Regions from separate parts of the Sus scrofa genome. Here region 2 is linked to region 1. The links are chromatin contacts, called in public HiChIP or PLAC-seq maps. All regions are on one chromosome and are shown on one strand. The core of a region is the stretch at or near the end of the contact, and the rest is flanking DNA. Distances in the headings are between cores, read along the strand shown.

Region 1 (7,579 bases), core at 2,518-5,017:
CCAAGCAATTTCTAGTTAGCCCTATAATCAAGTCATTTTACCTTTCTGAGCCTCGGGTTTCTAACTATAACCGAGGATCATTGCCTCATAAACCCGTTAAGAGACCAGTGTACATGAAAGAATGATGAAAACAACATTCCTCACCATGCTCCTCCCACAACTGCTTGTTCTGAATATTCAAATTAATCTTTATGGAAATAAGCCAAAAGGCCTTTTAAATTAAACATGCATACACACAAAAATATATTATCCACTTCATACAGGAATTTAACCTTGGCCAAGTATTTTGCAGGTCATCCAACTAGAAGGAAGAGGGCTGCTTTTTCCATACTCATGTAACAAATGTTAAAACTAAGTGAAGCCTTAATGATTGCATTTTATTTATAGCACCTGCACAGCAGTGGAAAACAGCATACCTACATAAGTAAAGAACTCCTCTGGAAAACAAAACAAAACAAAACACCTGGCTATCAAACAACATTCTCCACAAGTTTGGTAAGACCTGAAAACACAAGGCCAAAAATCATACCTAAATGAAACCACTGCTGATCCTAACAAAAGACTTGTAATACAGTTAATGTAAAAGCAAGTGGATACTACTTATTCTTCCAATCAGGAGATAGAAACATACCAGTCTAGATACACAGATGCACTAACCTCACTGACTACAGAACTGTGCCTACAGACAAAACTGCTTCACTCATCACAAATTTTTAAACAATCAACAAATTATGATCCCCAAAAATGACAAGGTATACTGCACACACAACAACCTTGGCTTTGATACAGACCTTAGTCACATCTTGTGGGGAAAAAACTTACATAGTTAATAACATAAAAACCCTATTCACCCTGGTCTATAAATATACTTTCTTATAATCAAAGAAATTATCAACTATTTCCAAATATCTACCTCCACCAAATATCTTTTCTTTAAAAAGAAAAATAATTACGCTAATTATTACACTAATGAAAAAAGGTTTTCCACTCAAGATTTTCAAAATATACAGGTTTTGCCAGTTGTGCTATTGGCCACACAAATATTAATAGTGAAAAGAGAACTTTTGTTTCACTAGAAAGACTTACTATACCTAAAAAACTGCCTTCAAGTTAATTTATTTTGGAAGGTTAATACAGTTCCCAAAGACGGAATACTTACAAATTAAAAACAGTATGAAGGCTATGTGACAACCTCCAAAAGGACCCATGTCTTGAAAATCTAGCATCAAAGATATATATATATATATATATATGCTCCAAGAATTAAAATCTTTATACAGTGGATGAGCAATGGGGATTTAAACATAAACTGATTAATCTCACTCCATCTTGATATTACAGAGACATAGCAAACAATATTTACCAAGGGGATCAAGCTTCAGTCCCCCCACCATAATTCCAATATCTTCTGCTGTCTCCAACACAGACCCTTTACTTCTGTGGTCTATCTACTACAGACTTCCAACCAGATTCAAGATCCTTAAAAATAAGCATGATTATTTTTCATTGCTTTTCACTCCTCTCATAAAAGTAAGCAATCTTGGATATCCAATAAGTGTTCAATATTTAAATACAGAGTACTATTTTAAAATGCAATTGTATAATCTCAAATGATTAGAAGGAACCCTGGAACATGTTTTAACTCTATAGACAAGAAAATGTGGACCAAGTGAAGTGATTGCCTCAAGGTCACAATTACTTGGTGGCAGAAAAAGGACCAGTGTCCAGGTCTAACTCACAGTCCAGTGGTCTTCCAACCACATCATTACTCTGTTGCAATGTTTGCTACACAAATAACTAGTCATCTAGCCAACTGCTGACTCAAAGTCTTTATATAGAGTTAAGTACTCAACTCTAAAAATCTTTAAAATCATCACTTACAGTATCCAAAAACTAAGACCTAACACTATACATTAAACAATTTTTAAAAGCCCACTTCCAAAACTTTAAACAAATGTCATTTTCATCTGATGTAAAAGAATTAAGGATCAAGAAGCAACAAAAGGCTCTACATTGCCAGTATTAAAATTCAGCTCCAAGAGATGATGTGCCACCTCATCAACTAGAAGTTTTGTTGAGGCTTGGGATAAACAAATCTGAATTAGACTTACTTAAATTGCAGTAATTCACAGAAGAGTTTCTGAAAAAGCCTGTTTTAGGAGCGTATATGTCAAATTTACGAATCTAATTTTCACATCAAACCACAAACGAGTCAGCGTAATTGCTTTCTAATAACTCTCTTCACTAATACAAAATGTTGATGATACTCCACCATTCTGTGGAACTAAAGATGCTGCAGAGTTATTTTTAAAAAGAGAAGTTGAAACATTCATGGTGGAGATCAGCATTTTCTCTACTTTAGAAAACTGAATTATAAGACTTAAACAGGCTACCTGTTTCCCCAACTCCTTGGGAAAAACAAATCAGAATTAGGTCATTTAAAATGGACTTCTAAAACAGACTACAACATTCCATTTTAAACGTTTGTGGGATTTAAACACTAAACACAATGACTGGAATACAGCAAAAGCTCGATCAACAGCTGTTAATATCATACTTACTACTTAAAGTCACAAATATACTAACAACTTTTCCAGCAGAGAGCAAGGATACAAAATCTGCTGGTCTTAACAGTTTATGCTGCTCATTTAAAAAACAAATGGCAAAATGCCAAGAACCTTAAGCTTAAAGAAGGGTTTCATACTATCCAATTTGAGTCAGCATATAAATCAGAGATTAAACTGACACTTGATTTCCAATCCCAAAGCTCCTATGTAGAATGACTCACCAAAATGTCTAATTCTTCCAACTATGAAAAATAAGTTATACTCCTCCCTATAACTACCACCATGACCTTCATTGAAACTTAGATTAAAAGCTCATTTAAAAATTCTCGAAAAAATGTACTAATAAGTCTCTGGAAAACACAGCTCGAGAGGTTTACCATAAACCACTCAAGACGATGCTAAATCTGCGTGACCTTTATTAGATAGGTCCCGGGATCCGGCCTACAAGCTTGCCTCTGGGGGACCCTCTGGACAGCTCTGGACCTAAGCATTCGGCCTGAGTACAAGTAAGAAACCTCCCACCAAACTCACAGAAGAGTCCCAGGCCCCATTCCCAGGCCGTAGAACCTAAGACCTCGTGCCCAGATATCAAAACCGTCCCTGACCCTTACTCGCAGGGTCTCCGCTCCCCCGCACCCTCCCCCAGCCACTTCGCTTCCAGCCAAGGCCGGGAAGCTCTGAAGCCCCGGAGTCGGGTGAACGGCGCCATTTTAGGCGGCGGTGGCAGCGACAACCAATCCCTGCGCGGGAGGCAGGGGGCGCCGGGTCGTCCGGGAGCCGCCGCCGGGCCGCGCCGGGGGCCGGTCTGGGAGGCTCGGGGGCCGGGGCCGCTGGCCTCCGCCATGTTGCACCCTCCCCGCGGCCGCTTCCTTCTCGGCGGGCTCGGCCCGCCCCGGCTCCCGAAGCCGGAGTGCAGCTCACCTTCTCGCAGAGGCTCTTGACCTGGGACTCGGACAGCTGCTTGCACTCATTCAGCTGCTCGATCCACTGGTCCAGCTCCTTAGTGAACACCTTCTCGTCCATGATGCCACCCGCCCGAACCGGCTGCCGCTCCGCGCTACTCCCGCGCCGCCGCCCGCACACGGGCCACACGCACACGCTGCCGTCGGCCCCCGGGGTACTTGTGTGGCTGCTGAAGGCTGCTCGGCAGTAGCGCTGCCCGGTTGACTCGCCCCTCGGTGTTCGGCTACCGGCCACTGACCTCCTCCGCTCGCTCTAGCCTTGGAGCTCGGCTCTGTAATGGCGGCCGCCGGCGTGGTGACGTCACGCCCGGCGTCAGGAGGTGGCGGGGTGAGGAGGGGTAGAAGCGCCGGGATACGAGCTGCGCAACTGCCGGGCCGGCTCTCATCTGCGGCCAGACCCGAGCGGGGGCGGGAACTAGGGGCCAGGGCGCAGGCGCGTAAAGTAGCCGGCTGGAAACAGGCACCTTCGCTTTTAGGGCGCGGTCCTGTAGAAGGGAGGGGCCGAGGGGGAAGGGAAGACCGAGTCCAAGCAGGGGCCTTGCTTATAGCTGGGAAGTGGGCTAATCTTAGAGCACTAAATCCTGCAGGGTGTAGTTGCGGACCAGGCGCAGGCGCAGCCGGGGTGCGAGGGTGGCTCCTTGTTGCCGGAGACTTTTTCCCTGAGGTGATACGCCTCGGCTCCTCACCTGGCGACTGCCAAAGCACGGAAACGAGAATTGGGCCCCGTGGCTCCTCCATTCTACAACAGCACTGGAATTGCTGCATCTTGGGAGCAGGAACAGGCGCCGAGTGGTAGCCAGGTTGGAGTAGCCACCCCTGCCTCCGGGTGCGGCCAGCACCTTGTAATTAGGTCAGTCGTAGGCGGAAGAGGGTGTACCTGCAGTACTGCGCAGTGCACCTGACTCCCCAACACACCTGTCCCCGGGCCTCGATGTCTCTTCTAGCGCCATGGCTGGGGCCTCCTAGCGCTCCTGGCTTCCACAGGCGCCGCTGCAGTCTTGCCATTGTGGCCTTCCCCCCTAGGTGGGCGCTTTCCTCCGACTCCGAGCCTCCAAGGGAAGAAGAAAACGCCCCCGACCCCACCCCCACCAACCGTCTGCCCACTCAGGCCTTCTTTCTAGAGGGAAGACCGCAAGGAGATGGACGCACCGGTCCTGATTGAGACCCGGTAGTGTTAGAAGCGGCTGTGATGTGCGCTTTAAAGAAAGCTCAGATACCCTAGGATCGGACCTCTGGCTATAAATCTCTTCGAGATTCGTGAAATGTATCCGCATTCCGTTGTCCTTGCATTCGCAGAAATATTTGGCTCCGTACACCGCCAGTTATGTTCAAGATTCATGCCCGAAGGACAGAAGGGTCATACAAACAGAGGTACCCTACCCTGACGGAGCTTGTGTACTTCCTGGGATGATCTGGGGATAGACAGGCAGAAGAGCCCTTCACAAAAGCAGGAAGATGAATGGCCAGTAACACAAGGGTAGTAAGCAGGGAAATGAAAACCACAGATTCCAGGTTTGACTCTCACCCATTTGGCAAAAACTGTCAACATCCAATGTTGGTGAGGATGTGGAGCAATGGGGTCTCTTATACACTGCTGTACTTTGGGACAACCACTTTGGAAAATCTGGCATTATCTAGTTAAGGTGTAGATGGGCACAACCCATGCCCAGCTCTTCTTCTCCTTGTTGTTTTCCCTAGAGAAAGTTTTGCACATGGACTTCAGGAGATAAGTATAAGGATGTTTCTAGCAGTGATGTTTGTTATACCAAAAATTGGAAACAAACCAGAAGTCCTTCAGCAACAGACTAAACAGTGATATATTTAACACATAGACATGTTGCTTGTGGTTTTTAGCCATGACAGTGTCCACAGAATCTCAGAGATGGAAGTTTTCCAAAGGACATTAAACCATGAAGTACAAGGCAAGAACTGAACCTGGTCCCTCTCTTTTAGACTCTACCCTCAATACCAGTCAACCCAAGCACTTGGCAATGTGCTGGAGAAGAGCACACACCCTCCAGCCCTGAGGGCATCATCTTGACCAAAAGGCTGAAGGTGGCCCTGGATGCAGAGATCAGCTACTGGCAGGACTGAAAGTTCTCCTTCATTCAAGATAAGCTGCTTTGGAGTTCCCATTGCAGCTCAGTGGTATTGAACCCGACTAGTATCCATGAGGATGCAGGTTCAATCCCTGGCTCTGCTCAGTGGGTTAAGGATCCAGCGTTGCTGTGAGCTGTGGTCAAGGTTGCAGATGTGGCTCAGATCTGGCATTGCGGTGGCTTTGGTGTAGGCTGGCAGCTGCAGCTCCCAGTCAGCCCTGAGCCTGGGAACTTCCATGTGCCACAGGTGCGACCCTAAAAAAGCAAACAAAACAAACAAATGAAGAACAAGACAAGCTGCCTGGCAAAGCAGACTGACTTGATCCGCCTGGGCTGAAAACTGCAGTTCTGCTTTCCCTTCATACCTGCCTGTGGTATGTCCAGAGGAAAGAACCTCATATCTACTCCCCACAAAACGTGTAACATATTTAATTTACCAGATTGGGAAAGAGTTCTTTTAATCCAATTTCTGACTATGTTTTGCAGTTAACATCCCCGAACACAGAGAAGTAAGAGTTAGGACCGTGTGGAATGAAGGAGGAAAAAAATCATCACTTGATGCCCATGATTATAAAGCCATGCCCAGTGTGCTGTCTTATTTACCATTTTTCCCTATACCTGTGTGAGAGGTGGTCCCATCTCATTTGGCAAGAAGCAGACAGGCCCTCAGAAAAGAGAAGGGACTTGCCCAAGGTAGTGGTCAGGATTTCAAACTTCATACTCCCAGGTTCAAGGTCTCAGCAACACTCACACAACTGATCTAAAGAGACTGAAATATGGAGCAAGGTGATTATTATTTCCCTTTGCCTGAGCTCTCTTATCTAAAAAGGTGCGAGTGGGAGTTTCCAGGTGGCTCAGTGGGTTAAGGATCTGGTGTTGACACTGCTGTGGCTCAGCCCACTGTTGTGGCGCAGGTTTGATCCCTGGCCCACAACTCACACATGCTGTGGGCATGGTCAAAAAATTAATTAATTTAAAAGGTGGAGGTGATATTCGTTTGGCAGGTTAAAAAAGTACTAACCACTCAGTATGTGCTAAGATTATAATGAGAGGGTTTTTCCAAAGTGCTATGAGCTCCTTCCTTGTTGGTAGCATTAATGTAGGTATTATTTATTTTCTCTTGCTGCAGATTCCTTGGCTTATGATCACCACAAAAGTGGAAGATATAATTACATATACTCAGAACATCCTGCCAAATAATTAGATGCTATGACTTAATTTCTTAAGGAATGAAATCTAGGAAGCTCTTATTAGCATTCAAGCACTGAAGTAAAGCATTTATGATTATAAACAATACAGAACTAAATCAGAATATCATTTCCTTTAGAAGAAATTTAGATTTTTTTTCTCTGTAGAGCTCAAAATAGTCAACGGATCTGAAAATTCAGTTTGATTTATCTGGTCTTGGCTAATTAGACCTGACTGTCTCAATTCTAGGGCTGAGGAATACTTGGAACAAAAAGTTAAAAGCAAACCAAAAAGAATCGTCCTTTTAATTTCTTGGCAAAAAACAGAGCACAAATAAAGCAAATATGCCTCAAAAAAGAATCTTTGCTCAGATGGCAAATTCAGTATACCTCGAGTCTGAGAGTTGCCTGTGATGCTCAAATATAGCTATAAATAAAAATCATCTGATGATGGGGGCAGGGCATGAGGAAGATAACCTTGAGCAAATAGCTTTATAATAGGCACTCTTAACCAGGGTATAAAAATTGACATTAAATGTGGAGAAAGAATGAGACGTATTTTATTGTCAGCAATTCTCTTGGTCTTATGTTAGGTTATTTTGCTGTTATTTCTTCTGGTTTCCTGACTTCTAAACTTAGACAGAAAATAGGGCTGCGTAGGTAAGAAAGGACCTCTGGAGTCAATAGAGCAGCTTTGAATTCCGGTTCTGCAACTGCCTCGATGTGTGAGGAACGGTAACTTTTTTTGAGTTTTCTCATCTATA
Region 2 (6,999 bases), core at 1,431-3,930, 450 kb after region 1:
ATTTTCAGCTTTATGATGGTGTGAAAGTATTAGACATTTATTAGCAACTGTGCTTTGAATTTTGCCCTTTTTTTTTTTTTTTTTTTTTAGGGCCACACCTGTGGTATATGGAAGTTCCCAGGCTAGGGGTTGAATCGGAGCTCATGGCAACACCAGATCCTTAACCCACTGAGCGGGGCCAGGGATCAAACCCGCATCCTCATGGTTCCTATTTGGGTTTGTTAACCACTGATCCACGATGGGAACTCCTGTACTTCGAATTTTGAATGTTGATCTTTTACCGGCCTAGTAACCTGTGGTATTACCCCCTGGTGATTCTAGGCAGTGGCTGAGAGCTGCAGACCCCAGTCAGTCACTCTATCATGATCCACTTAAAGCAATTCTCTACCTATAAACCATTCTGCTTTTCACTTTCAGTATGGTGTTCAATAAATTACAGGAGGTATTCAACCCTTTTTATCAAATAGACTGTGTTAGATGATTTTGCTCAACTGTAGGCTAATGTGTAAGTTCTGAGCACTTTTTGCTTTTTTAGGGCCGTCCCAGTGGTATATGGAAGTTTCCATACTAGGGGTTGAATCGCAGCAGTTGCTGGCCTACGCCCACAACCACAGCAACACCAGATATGAGCTGTGTCTGCAACAACCTACACGCCAGCTCATGGCAACAGTGGATCCTTTAACCCATTGAGGGAGGAACCTGCATCCTCATGGATACTAGTTGGGTTCTTAACCTGCTGGGCCACAACTGGGACTCCAGTACTTATGTCTTTTATCTCTCCAACCTCTATTTCTCCTTTGAACCTCAGACTCATATTTATATTCCCATACTCAGCCATTATGTCCTAGAAAAGTAGCAGGCAGATACACTGATTTTCCTCTCCTTTCCCCACCAAATCTTCTGTGCCCAGGCCATTTTCATCTCCACAAAATTCACCATGATCCAAAATAGCTCTATTTAAAACCTGGGAGTCATTTTTATTCCTCCTGTACCCTGGCAGTTCACAGCATTTTATCAATATTTGGAGAGCTCTCTGGGGAAACCATCCCAAATCTGACCACTTCTCAGTGTCTCCACCGTTTAAGTCACTAGTGGTTTTCTTTTTCTTTTAGACCGAAACCCACACTCCTTACCTTCAGCCCCCACACAGGTGATTTACAGGGGCTCTGCTACCTAACCTTCATTGGTGTCTGCTCTGTCACATACAGGCTCAGGCCTTCTTTCCCCTTGGCATGGACTTCACTGCTGCCACAGGTGGGCAGGAAATCACAGAGGAACAGCAGAAGCCCATCTTGGAGTCCTAACTTGGTTTCTTTTCTTTTCTTTCTTTTTTTTGGTATTTTTAGGGCTGCATCCTTGGCATGTGGAGGTTCCCAGGCTAGGGGTCTAATTGGACCTGTAGCTGCCAGCCTACACTACAGCCAAAGCAACACAGCATCTGAGCCAAATCTGCAACCTACACCACAGCTCCCGGCCACGCCGGATCCTCAACCCACTGAGTGAGGCCAGGGATCAAACCCGCAACCTCATGGTTCCTAGTCAGATTCGTTCCTGCTGCACCACGAAGGGAACTCCTGGTTTCATTCTTTCAAAAATCAAATTTACTGAGGTAAAATTTATATACAGTAAAACACCAATTTGAAGTGTGCAGTTTAATAAATTTTGGCATGCATCCATGCAATGACTGCCACAGGAAAAATATGGAGATTTTCTTATCACCCTTAGATATAAGAACATGAACTACCCCAGAAGCATGTAAAGTAAATGAGAACCTCTCTCCAACACTTCTACAGCCTTTTGCTAAAACAACAACATTTTACTGCGCCTTCCACAAGGTGAGTCGGTCTCTCCCTTGGGACTGTACTTCAGAATCACCTGGAAAGATGGAAAAGTCCCAATATGCAGGAAGCACTCCAGACCAATCAAATCAGAATATTAGAGTGGAACACACGAATCCATATATACATACATACATTTTATATATATATATATATATGTATATATATATATATATATATTTTTTTTTTTTAAGTTCCCAAGTGAAGGCAATGTTGAGAACCATTATAATCTAATGTACCTGTTTTCTGCTTTTCATCCCCTTCACCAAGTTAACTCCAGGTTAACTCTAGTCTTCAAATCTCACCTCTAAACGGTCACTTCTTCAGGGAACTCTTTTTGCGAACTCCGTTCCTATCGCAGAATCTTTTTCCTGTTGTATTATACCTGCTTGTGTTTTCCTTAATGCCCGTATCTGCCACTAGATTGAAAGCTCACCAGGATCTAGAACATGCTCGACAGGTAACAATATATATAAATGAATGAATGTATAAATAAGTAACAGTGAATGAAGATGGAGATGTTTGTAGCATCACTTAGCTCATGTGAAGGGCGATGTCCCTACAGGGCCTGGGACAGCTCGCAGTGCTTATGGCGCTTCGGTGGCCCTTGCTTAAAAGACCTTGTCGAGGGCTTGCAAGGCTGAGGCACCGCCCCCCACCGCACCCACACGCCAGGTCTTTCGCGGCTGTGCAGGGAAAACGCAGACGAGCCAACCTTTTTCGGCGCGGCCAGCGCTGTGCGGCCTCCAGCCCAGCGGGGGCGCTGTGGAGCCAGAGCGGCTTCCGGGCTCCCGTTTCCTTCCTCTTGCCGCTGGCGCCAACACATCCTGTTTTCGTTGGCCGCGCTCCGGGGGCCGCTGCCACTGTGGCTGCTGCCGCTTGTTAGTGCTGCTCCTCGCCCGGCGAGTCGAGGGCAGCGCGGCCTCCTACGTTGTGCGGTACTTGTGCGCGTGGTCCCGAAGGGCGCCGCTTTCCCGCGGCCGGCGGCATGGGCCGGGAGTCTCGGTGAGGCGGCGCGGCGGGCGGGCGAGCGGCTTCCTTGGCGTGGGGGAAGAGGCGGGAGTTGCGGTGGCCTCGGGGCCCGGCCTATCCCGGTGCGGCCCCACGTGTGGCCAGCGGCTGGCCGGTGCCACCGGAGGAGCTGGGGGACCTCTGCCGACGTTGTCTCTGTAATTGGGCCGCCAGCGGGCCCGAGGTTCCCTTGCAGTGCTTTCGACCGGTTCGAGTCGCTGGAGCGGGAACACCCCTCCGGGACGTCAACCGCATCCCGCCGTTTCCGCGCTTACCCTGCTTGCCTCAGTCAGAAGCGATCCCAGTTGGATTCCTAACCGCCTCGCGTTTGCCATGTTTCTTTAGCCTCTATCGCTCTCTACGTCAGTTCTTTGTGCGCTTGTGGCATTTTTTCACGTCGAAAGCACAATGTGGTCAAACACTTAACATACCTACAGCACTTCATGACTGGGCTTTTACTGGGCTGCAATAAATGCTTGTTGCCTGGACATATATTTCGCAGATAGGTTTCAATTTAAGTACTTTTTTTTTTTTTTAATCCTTTTTAAACTCGAAACTAGGAGCTCTTACTAGAACGCATCTCTTTAGCTTGTTACCTGATTTGGGATCTTCAGGTTTTTAATCTTGAAAGTGCATATTTGCTTGATACCTAGAGGTGGTTGAAAGATCATTTATATCTAGGATAAAAATAATAGGTGAGTAAGGTAATAGTAGTTCACTGAGTGAGGTGTGATTAACATTCAGGGAAATGGACAAAGCTTTAACGGTGGAGCTGATGAAATTGAGCAAATATATACACTGTGTAACTGTCACCTGCATAAAGTGTTTCCTTAACTACAGAAAATTCTTTTGAAGGTCTTTTAAATCTCCGTGGAATCATTGGTGTTCCTCTGGCCATCTAGACCAGAAACCTGGAAGTGATATTTATTCGACTCCCTTTTTTCTCTCTTTCTGCCTGCATCCATTTAGATGATAGAACCTGTGGACATTTCTGCTCTCTTTGACTTAATTCACGCCCTAAATATTTCTTGCTCAGACTGCTACACATGTCTCAAATTGATTCTCTTCCTCTGATCTTGCTCTCCTAGTTGATTCCACACTGTGGCCAGAGCAGCGGCCTCTCAGATAAAAAAGATGATGTCATTCGCACGCTTTTCCTGTCCTTTGGCGCTTACTGCTTCAGAAATAATGTGAGACTTCAGTACAGCCTTCAAGGACCTTTGCAAGAATGTTCTTCCGTCTCTTCCACCTTCCCCACCTCTGCCTTGCATGCTAGGTTTCTTCAGCGAATAGTGAGAGGCTTAGAGATGGGAAAGAGCGGGGTGTTAGAGAAAAGCGAAGAGCCTAATTTGCCTACATTTGTGTTTCTGAAAGGGACGTGTGCCCAGAATGTGGATGGATGATAGATTTAGTTTAGAGGATATTCTATTTGGGAGCTTTTGAAAATTTTGAGTAAGAAGTTTGTGTGTGTGTGTGTGTGTGTGTCTGTGTGTATAATAGGATTAGAACTTTATAACCATTGCCCTAGGAGCAATGAATAAAACTGATGTAAGAGAAAAGGGAATAGAAGCAGGAAGACCAGGGGTTTTCTAAAATGTCCAGAAGATAGTACCTGTTGTGGCTTCTCGGAAACAACCCCAACTAGTTAGTCTCCATGAAGATGTGGGTTCGATCCCTGGCTCTGCTCTGTGTGTTAAGTAAGGATGTGGTGTTGCTGTGAGCTGTGGTGTAGTGTGTAGACGCGGCTCAGATCCCCAGTTGAGGTGGCTGTGGTGTAGGTTGGCAGCTGCCGCTCCAGTTCTACCCTTCCATATGCCACAGGCGTAGCCCTAAGAAGCAAAAATAAATAAAATAAAATGTCCTAAGAAGACAGGTCTGATATGATAGAGAGGCAGTGGGAACTCCTGAGGATGTGATAAAATGTGAAAAGAATTGCTGAGGTGAAATTGGTGACACTTGGTGTTTTATTGGTTGTGTAGAATGAGAGAAAAATATTGAATACCACTGATATTTTGAGCTTATTCATTGGCAATTGAGATGAATGATTTAGGGAGGGAAAGGTAATAAGTGTGAATTTCTACACATTGAATTTCAGGTTCTTGGGGCATAATCAGGTGGGCTCATTTTCTATCTCTTTTTTTTTTTTTTTTCCTTTTTTCTTTTTAGGGCCACACTTGTGGCATATGGAGGTTCCCAGGCTAGGGGTCGAATTAGAGCTGCAGCTGCTGTCCTACACCACAGCCACAGCAACATCAGATCTAAGCTGCATTTGCGACCTGCGCCACAGCTCGTGCCAATGCCGAATCCTTAACCCACTGAGTGAGGCCACGCATCGAACCTGCGCCCTCATGGATGCTTAGTCAGATTCGTTTCCACTGAGCCATGACAGTAACTCCTATCCATCTGATCTTAACCAGGTTTATTGATTTAAGTAGCTTTTGTGCACCGATGACTCTCGTGTTGCTGTCACGAACTCAGTCATATTTCAGCTGCCTACTGTGTGTCTCCACTTGGATGCCTAAAATCCTGATCCTCACCTTCCCCCCACCCCCCCCCAGCCTTCCCATCTTAGTAAGTGGCAACTTGCTCTTTCTACGACGTGTAGTCAGGTATGTAGGAGATACCAGTGACTTTCCCTTGCTGGTGCACTTACTATTTAATTAGTCATTAAAATATCCAGATTTTCGGAGTTCCTGTCGTGGCGCAGTGGTTAACGAATCCGACTAGGAACCATGAGGTTGCGGGTTCGGTCCCTGCCCTTGCTCAGTGGGTTAACGATCTGGCGTTGCCGTGAGCTGTGGTGTAGGTTGCAGACGCGGCTCGGATCCCGCGTTGCTGTGGCTCTGGCGTAGGCCGCTGGCTACAGCTCCGAATCAACCCCTAGCCTGGGAACCTCCATATGCCGCGGGAGCGGCCCAAGAAATAGCAACAACAACAAAAAAGACAAAAGACAAAAAAAAAAAAAAAAAAAAAAAAAAAAAATATCCAGATTTTGACACCTGTCCACGCCTCTACCTGTGACATTCTTTTCCTTCCTTTTTTCGGCCCAGCCCTCAGCATGTGGAAGTTCCTGGGCCAGGATTGAACCAGAGCCACAGCAGGGACAGTGCTAAATCCCTAACCTGCTGCATCACAAGGGAATTCCCACACCTGACGTTGTGATCCAGGCTACCACTCTCTTACTCGGACGATGGCTGTCTATTCTCCTTGTTTCCCCTGTGTCTGCCCTTGCCTTTCTTCGCTTTGTTCTCCCCTCAGCAGCCAGAGTGATGTGTTAAATACGCCTCTGCTTGAAATGTTCCCATAGCTTGTCGTCTTTTCTCAGCGTAAACGAGACAGTCCCTATGACAGTCCTCACAAGGGCCTGTTAGCCTCGCCGCATCTGTCTTTCCTGCGCTCTCTCTGACCTCATCTCGTGGTACTTTCTCTCCCGTTTTTGACCTTAGCCGTATCTGCTTCCTTGCTGTGCCTGGCACATACCAATCGGGGTTCCTCTTCAGGGTCTTTGCAATCACTGCGCCTTTTGCCTAGAAGGTTCCCCCTCATTTATCTACATGGATCCTTCCTTTACTTCCTTCAAGTGTCTGAAATTTCCCTTTATGACCGAGGCCTTCGTTATTCCCTTGGGGTAAAAAAGCAAACCCTCTGTCTCCCATTCTCTCTCCTTTTCCTGGACTGTCATGTGTGTATCCCCATAGCACTGAATGACATACTGTGTACTTAGGGCTTTGCTTGTCTCGTCCCTTCCTTTACCAGAATGCAAGCTGCTTGAGGCCCAAAGGCAGGAGCTTGGTCTCTTTGATTTTCTGTGCTTGCTCCTCTTTCAAGATACTTTCGCTCTCTACATGTGCCATGGCAAAAGGGTTCATTATTTTCCCCTGATTTCTTTTTGGTCACACCCAGAGTTCCTGGACCAGGGCTTGAACCCGAGCCACAGCAGTGGCCAAGTCACTGCAGTGACAGCACTGGATCCTTAACCCTCTGCACCACAAGAGAACTCCCTAATTTACCCCTATTTAAAACAAAAGTTTATATATAAATAGTCCTCTCAGCGTTCCATTTGTCTGCTGAGATTTTTTGGAAAAGTGTAATAAAAGCTAACTCTTTGCAAAGCTTAACCTTGACCTTGATATTGTAGCCACTATCGGAA

What was found. HiChIP or PLAC-seq counts read pairs in DNA pulled down with a chosen protein or histone mark.
Region 2: an H3K27ac HiChIP or PLAC-seq map of alveolar macrophages shows a contact between it and region 1. The contact joins the promoter of DDX46 here to the promoter of PPP2CA in region 1. A contact is called at or near these places in 1 of 5 promoter capture datasets (fetal skeletal muscle) and 2 of 2 datasets of contacts at active chromatin or transcription factors (alveolar macrophages and skeletal muscle).

The regions. Positions count from the first base shown.
Region 1 is chr2:136,518,863-136,526,441 of Sscrofa11.1, forward strand. PPP2CA (protein phosphatase 2 catalytic subunit alpha) reads right to left here and starts at 3,768. Exons shown (of 7, transcript NM_214366.1): 1 at 3,489-3,768. The coding sequence starts at 3,590.
Region 2 is chr2:136,969,850-136,976,848 of Sscrofa11.1, forward strand. DDX46 (DEAD-box helicase 46) reads left to right here and starts at 2,681. Exons shown (of 23, transcript NM_001246268.1): 1 at 2,681-2,843; 2 at 6,988-6,999. The coding sequence starts at 2,827.